Linked DNA regions of Mus musculus: region 2 is linked to region 1. A link is a contact called in public HiCAR-type data. All regions are on one chromosome and are shown on one strand. Each heading gives the region's core, a stretch centred on a gene start, on an enhancer-like site or on the middle of the called end of the contact. The rest is flanking DNA. Distances are from core to core; before and after follow the strand shown.

Evidence for each region. HiCAR-type assays count read pairs that join an accessible place to other places.
Region 2: a contact with region 1 is called in a HiCAR-type map of astrocytes, with 3 times the contacts expected there. The contact joins two enhancer-like sites. A contact is called at or near these places in 1 of 15 datasets of contacts at CTCF or cohesin (large pre-B cells), 2 of 484 Hi-C or Micro-C datasets (B cells and pro-B cells), 2 of 115 datasets of contacts at active chromatin or transcription factors (astrocytes and extraembryonic endoderm stem cells) and 1 of 9 other capture datasets (embryonic stem cells).

Annotation. Positions count from the first base shown.
Region 1 is chr11:51,821,719-51,825,203 of GRCm38.p6, reverse strand. Jade2 (jade family PHD finger 2) reads left to right here. Exons shown (of 13, transcript NM_001357588.2): 10 at 1-261. Among named protein-coding and RNA genes, the nearest start is that of Gm30110, 32 kb to the left of the region's middle. Within about 2 kb of position 1,718, at least 46 of the 459 cell types and tissues checked have an H3K27ac peak or open chromatin away from gene starts, as enhancers often do. A contact at or near this core is called in astrocytes, where this site is marked.
Region 2 is chr11:52,252,248-52,256,065 of GRCm38.p6, reverse strand. It overlaps Tcf7 (transcription factor 7, T cell specific), which reads left to right. Exons shown (of 11, transcript NM_001313981.1): 11 at 2,104-3,783. The coding sequence ends at 2,183. Among named protein-coding and RNA genes, the nearest start is that of Skp1, 22 kb to the right of the region's middle. Within about 2 kb of position 1,890, at least 45 of the 459 cell types and tissues checked have an H3K27ac peak or open chromatin away from gene starts, as enhancers often do. A contact at or near this core is called in astrocytes, where this site is marked.

The DNA of each region.
Region 1 (3,485 bases), core at 469-2,968:
TTACGCAAGCAGCGGCTGCAGCAGCTGGAAGAAAACTTCTATGAGCTAGTGGAGCCAGCTGAGGTGGCTGAACGGCTAGACCTGGCTGAGGCACTGGTGGACTTCATCTACCAGTACTGGAAGTTGAAGCGGAGAGCTAATGCCAACCAGCCGCTGTTGACGCCCAAGACTGACGAGGTGGACAACCTGGCCCAACAGGAACAGGATGTCCTCTATCGACGCCTGAAGCTTTTCACCCACCTGCGGCAGGACCTGGAGAGGGTAAGTAGCCCTGGTGGGTCAGGGGCCTTACCTCTTACTCCATGTGCCCTGCCCAGTTTGAGCCTTTGGTAGGCTCCAAAGACTCAGGGGGCTACCACAGACCCCTCCAAGGACAGGTGCCACCCATCTGAACATCTAGAAAGAGGTGGGAGAGCCTACCTGGAACTCTGTGAAGTCTCTTGGGAGCTTTAGACAGAGGAAATCCTGGTGGCCGGGGGTGGGGGGGGGGAGGGTTGTTCTGGCCAGGCATGTTTGTGCTGGCCAGAACTGGGAGGGCAGGGGTGGGTGGTGAGTGAGACTCCCATGGCCTGCCAGGCAGAGAACAGGGATTGGGAGAGACTCCCATGGCCTGCCAGGCAGAGAACAGGGATTGGGACAGATGTCACACACTTGGCATTGCCCCACAGAGGCATTCCAGGCCTGGCCTGGGTGACTGAGCCACACACACTTCCGTCTTTACTCTAGGAGGCAGGACAGAATTGTGGCTTGTGGTATATTTGGGGCTGAGGGAGATGGACATGTGTGTGTTGGGGGAAGGAGGAGGTTTCTAGAAGACTGAAGAAGAAAGCTATCAAAGATAGCAATAAGACCCAGCTCCAGGGGTCCAGCCTCAGTCCCTCTGGGGGCTACATGTTGGTAACTTTGACTAACAATGCAAAGGACCAAGTGCTCTTATGGGGGTGGGGCAGGGGTTCTCTGCAAGGCCCCATAGTGGCAGTGGCCTGGCCAGCAGGCCCAGTCTCTAACCATGGCCCAGGGCCAATAGCTGAGAGTAGTCCACCTTTGCCTGGGCACCAGGCCAGCTTGGTCCTGCTCCTGCATTGAAGGGACAGGGCAGGGCTGGAGTTAGAGGCCTTGGGTGGTCTGGCCCTGTACTGATTCTGGGCCCTTTCCCCTAATGGGTGACTTTCTGTTTCCTTTTCCTTGAACTGGAAGTAAGGATCCAACTGACCTTGGGGTCAGCGTTAGGGGGTCATACAAGGACAGTGGCCTCCATCTCTTGGAGTCACACAAGGATAGTGGCTTCCACTGTTAGTTGTGTTGTTTGAAGCTACCTTCTCACCTGGTAGCCCAGGCTGGCCTCACCCATTCCTCCCAAGTACTAGGATGATAAGGATCTGAGCCCGCCCCGCCCCTTCCTTACTTCAGATTGGTATTTTTATTACTATTGGCCCCATAAGCAGTTCAGCTCATAGAAGAGAGGTGAAGCCTTATATTCTGAGAGTGGGCTCCACAGAGCTGCAAGGCCTGGTGCTCCAGCACGGGCATCTTCTCTGATGGGTCAGGAGCAGAATTGCCACCAGCAGAAAATCAATTTTACGGCCAACCCAAAAGATACACTCTCCTACAAATTTCAGCCGCAGGCCTGGACCTTGGCAGGCAGCGTGGATGGGCACGGCCACCACAGCGTCCAGAGTTATTCACGGCTGACAGAAAGATTGCAGTAGTGGACATCAGCCTGCAGATGCCAGCTCATGTCCCCTAGCAACCGCTGACTATTAGGCCCTGCAGGACATGATTGTGGTTCTTGCTGGAAGAGTTTATTTCAGTGACTGAATGGACCTTGTGTGAGACCCAAGAGGGTGGCCGGAGCTCTCGGTCATCGGAGATGAGTATGTGGTAGCCTCACCCCTGCGTCCCTCCAAGGATGGAGAGGAACCATGGGAAACAGACCCTTTCCTTTTCTGATCTCGCTGTTTGCCTTGGGGTCCCTGGCCAAAATCCTTAACAGCACTTGGCTGGTGACACAGTCACTCTGTCCACCCAGTCAGTCAGCACTCCATTCTCCAGGTCTTTGTCTTCATTCAGTCATAATCAAGCATGGGCCCACCCCAACCCGAGATGACTTCATCTTAGCTACTTTTATCTTCTGAGACCTTATGTCCCATTCTGAGGTTCCCAGCAGGAAATCTTGCGGATTTCCACCCATGTAGAGGCCATCGAGGCCCTGGAAGGTGTAAGTTTGCCAGGAAGTGGTCTGATTTGCATTTCAAGAGCATTGCTGAGGGATTGTTTTACTGTCCCTGTGAAAGGATGGGGGATGGGGAAGGGTGGAACCAGGCTGTGAAGAGAGCTGGTATCTGCCACAAGGAGAGACTGGTGCAAATGTACTGATAGGTCAGTTGTGGGTGTGGACCAAGAGAACAGGTAGTGGGGATGAGTCCAGTTTTCAGCCATAAGTCTTCTACAACTCCCCTTTGCCCGGAGGGTGCACCCCCAGGGCCTGCTTACACCCCCCCCCACCCCTGCTGGTTTTGCCTCTCCTTTCTTTTTCCAGTACACTGTCACCACCTCCTGCTGGGCTAGGGTGTCCCGGTTTAGGCCATCTGCTCCAGGGAGTTCTTCCTGCCTTGCTGGGTGGCAGGCAATAGGAAGAAAGAGATGCTGGCCCCTATACAAATTTATTCCAGAATGGAGGAAGGCACAGAGCCAGGCTAAAGTGCAGGAGGAGAGGGGTGTGAAGAAGAGGTTGATTGGAAAGTGGGTCATGGTAAGAGGTGCACAGGCTGCTACCAGTGGTTCAAACCCAGGGCTGTCCCTGGAGGAAGAGGCTGGACATGGGAATTGATAAAGCTGGAGTCAGCAATGAGTGAACCCTGACGGCCTGGTGTTGCCAGTGCAGGTGAGGAGTACACACACACACACACACGCATGGAATGTCACAGCAGAGTACATGTCACACGGGATGTCATGGCAGAGTCCATATTGAATCCCTCCTGTGATGCTGTCCGCCGCACTGGACCTCCTAGGATCTCCTTCTCAAGTAGTCTCAGAAGGGAAAGGAAGGTCACACCTGATAAAGATCTGCTCATACTACCTCGAGCTAGGAAGGCCGGAGTCATAGGAAGGAGAGGCAGAGGTTCAACTCAGAAATCTGCCTGCCTCTGCCTGCCAAGTGCTGGGATTAAAGGCGTGCGCCACCACACCTGGCTGGAAGGAGAAGCTCTTAATTAAAGGTAACTCAGGCAGCTAAGTAAGACCTGAAGACCACCTGGCAACTGTGTAAAGGGAGGCCTGAGTGGGAATAGGATCCAGGCTGAGCAGCTATGGTCAGTAACTGTCCCTGTTTCTGGAAAACTCCACATGAGCCCAAAGGTGATACCAGATGGAGGGAGCGTCTCCAGGGCTGAAGCCTGGAAGTATGTGAGAGAGCAGTCCTTAGGGGATAGAGGAACCCTGAACAGGCAGTGACAGGTCCACTTCATATCCTGCCAGCCAACCTG
Region 2 (3,818 bases), core at 641-3,140, 430 kb before region 1:
AGGAGCACACGACATACCCCGTGCCACCTTTGCCAGCCCCGCTCCCAGCTCGGTTCCACGAGAACAGCTAGTGAGGAACTGATCATAAAGTTCTGTGTCTAAACTGGAAATGTTAGCCAGGACCCAGTAGTAATCACACAGCCTGCTGACAGGTACCAAGTGATTTCTCCATCACCAGTTCCCATTTCTCATGGCAGTGCACAGTGCTGCAGGGAGCCCAGAGAGCCCGTCCTGCTAGAGGCCTTATCTTGTCCCAGCTCAGATGATTTAGATGACAGACTGTGATGGACATTCTCAGCTACGTTGCTCCCATACAGAAAAGCTGGAGCCTAGGACTGGGACAGGACAGGAAAGAATTTCCTAGGCCTTTCTCTGAGGATAGAGCAGGTCTTTATTTCTGTCTATAAGTGTGGAACATTAGGTAAAACTAGGCCATATATACCTTTAGCCTTATTAGGAACGTGGGCCAGAGGGAGATGGGACATTCTCAAGGAAACTGCATAAAACATGGTAGTTGGGGGTAGAAGACAGCCCCAACATAGAAAATGTAGAAGCCCTAAAGGCCCTGTGTACAGTTCCGGAACCCCCATGCTAGAAGGATGATCAGGCAAGGGAAAGGGAGGGCAGCGTGAAGAGCACCCCACACTCTGTCACTCTTCCCACTGACTCTTTTGCCCAACTGGGTGACTGCCTTTTCTCATCCCTTGCTCTGGGTCCTAAGGCTTCCCCTGGGTCTGGCTCTGCCATGGGAAGTCCACTCTGCCTGTGGGGGCTATGGGGTGTCTATAACTGGCTAACACTGATGTTACCTCTTCTTTCTGGGCCCTGTTCTGCCCTGCTGCCTGCCTGCTCGCCCTCTGCCCTGTTCTGCCCCTCTGGCATGGGTGTGAGCAGACCCTGGCTCGCCTAAGAAATGTCGTGCTCGCTTTGGCCTCAACCAGCAGACGGATTGGTGTGGTCCGTGCAGGTGGGTTTGTCCCCACCGTCATCCTCCCTTTGCTTCAAGCTGCTTCCCTTATTGCACATGTTCTGCTGGGTCTGCAGCCCTTCCTTTGTCCCTCAGTCCCCTAAGCAAGCCCTGTAGAGAAGGAAACCCATGGCTCCTAAGAATACAACTGAATTTTGAGCACAGCTTGTGAAGGAGATGACTGGTCAAGGTGAGACAAGTAGCCAGGGGGAGACATACATAAGCAAACGTGGGTCTGGTAACAAGATAACCAAACCATTACCTCAGGAGACAGATCTGTCACACTTCGGTAGCTGAGGCCCCTACTCCTAGCTCCAACGTGATTAAGTCCCACAACCCTCATTTTTTAAAAATAGAATTCCTGCTTGAGAGATACAAGGTGATAGTATCAGAGACTCCTGGAAATAGTCTGATCACCAGTGTGTGATCACTTGTCACCTTAGCTCTGGTAACACCAAAAAAGGAGACAGAGGATACGGGAGAAGCATCCAAGAGCAAGGAGGAAAGAAGTGGGTGTGTGTTGTGCTCACAATAGGAAATGGAGACTCCGTTCCTAGGAGAGGTCCTATTCCATCCATGTGTGCAGTTTAAGACAGATTGTGGCTGGGGACAGGTGTACACCCGGAACCCTAGCACTCAGGAGGCTGAGGTAGGCCAGCCAGTACCATTGAGAGCCCTAAGACAAAGAGCAAAAGACAAATCGTCCCCGAAGTGCTAGAGCTAGCTATTAATAAACAACAGTTAATTTGCATTTCTTCTACTAGCCTGGTTGTGAGAACCAAGTTTGCTCACAAGTATTAGTCAACCTTGCCTTAATAATGCCCATCTAATCCCTACAAATATACACTGAACAGTAGCTTAAAGACCCAAACTAAGAGACGGTTCCCCTGGAAAACAAGCAGCAGCCCACAGGCCTACACACAAGATTCCTCTTGCCACCTTGTGGCTGTCCCGTGTAATTGCATTTGTCCTAGGTCTGGGCCAGGTAGGGCTGGAAGATGGCCAGAGTTTCCTTGGCCATGGAGAGAGAAAAAAAGTGGTTAGCCGGGCCTGTTGAAGGTCAGCCATTTTCTGGTTGTGATGTGTGACTGTGGATTCACCCTCTGTTTACAGATAACTCTCTTCACTATTCCTAGGAGGAAAAAGAAATGCATTCGGTACTTACCCGGAGAAGGCCGCTGCCCCAGCCCCGTTCCTTCCGATGACAGTGCTCTAGGCTGTCCCCGGTCCCCAGCTCCCCAGGACTCACCCTCGTATCTTCTGTTGCCCTCCTTCCCCACAGAACTGCTTGCTAGCCCAGTGGAGCCAGCACCAACATTCTCAGGTCGCTCTGCAGCTCTCACTCTTCCAGCCCCTAAGTCTCCAAAGACCCCCCACAGCACCCTCCAGAATCCACAGATACAGCAACAAGAATCTCAGAGACAGGCAGCCTAACAGCCTTGGTTGCTAGGCACAGAACACCTGGCTTGCTCCAGGGGCCCACCCCTAACTCAGGAGGAGGCAACATGACCAGCTCCCATGGAACCAGCTAGGGGTCCTCTTAAGGTGATGAAGATTTCAAAGGCTGCACAACTCCCTGAACCAGGGGCCATCAATTCAAGAGGTGGGGGATTAGATCTATGTAGATGTATCATCTTAAGGGGATCCTGCCGCCTCTGACAGCCATATCTCTTGTTATTGCTGGCTGGACCTCCCTATTGGCCTAGGAGGTTTTGTTTGCTGTAGGTCAGATGGGTTGGACTGATCTCTTCAGCTGCCTACCCTACAAATGCTTCTCCTGCCCTCTGCCACACCCTCCCCATGCCAATACTTCTTGGACCAAGAATACCTGGTTTGTCACACAAAATAACTCTGTGGTCAACCAGCCACAAGTCTAAACAATAATGCTTCTCTCTTAAACCGAGAAGTTCTGTTTACAAAAACCAGCTGCTGTTCATAAGCTGGGCCGGAGGAAGCGGCTCCCTGTGTTCTCAGGCGCTTGCAAGAGGAGGGACTAGGATACGTTTAGGCCTTTCAACCTTGGCACCAACTACCTACTGGTGGGCAATAGTCAGCTTTCATTTCAATCTTTCCCAAGAAGCTCACCAGCATTAACAACTAGTCAATATAGTTGGCCTAAACCCAGTGTGCACCCTTCCTATCAGGCTCTTCCCAGTTCCATTTCCAGCTCATCTGAGTCAGCTCCTGGGCAGCTGTGAGAGGGCAAACCCCAAACCCCCAACAGCCAGAGCCTATCAGCATTGAGAACCGGCCAGCTTCAGTTTCTCTGTGGGGCTGCAGGAAGAAATGTTACTACTAAAGCAAGGAACCCATAAAACCTCTCTGTGGTGGACATGGTTCCTTGCCACATTCTAGAAACTCTTTTTGAGCCAAACTTAACCCTGAGCCTTGAAAAACAAGTTTTTTGTTTGTTTGTTTTAACTTTTTTTTTTTCATTCTCGCTGTAGATAGCCTGAATCCAAAGAAAACCAAAAGGGGTTATCCAAGTATTCCACACAAAAACAAAACAAAAAACCCTTTAGTGTTCCTACTTTAGTCACTCATTTCTCAATCCAAAGATCATGTTTCTAACGTAGTGTTGAAAGTCTTGAGAAAGTCTGGCCAAGTGTGGTAGTGTGCACCTATAACCCCAGCACTTGCGAGATAGAGGCAGGGGGACCTCTGTGAATTCCAAGACAACCAGGGCTGTATAGAAGACCTTTTCTCAAAAAGAAAAACTGTTGTATCCAAAATATTTTTGTATTGTAATGCATTACCATAGAAAAGCTTTTTTAACAATGAGAATAAAGAATCTTTTTACTTGGTTTTTCAAAGTCTGACTGAGTAGCTGTTTGAGTTAACGGTGAGGTGG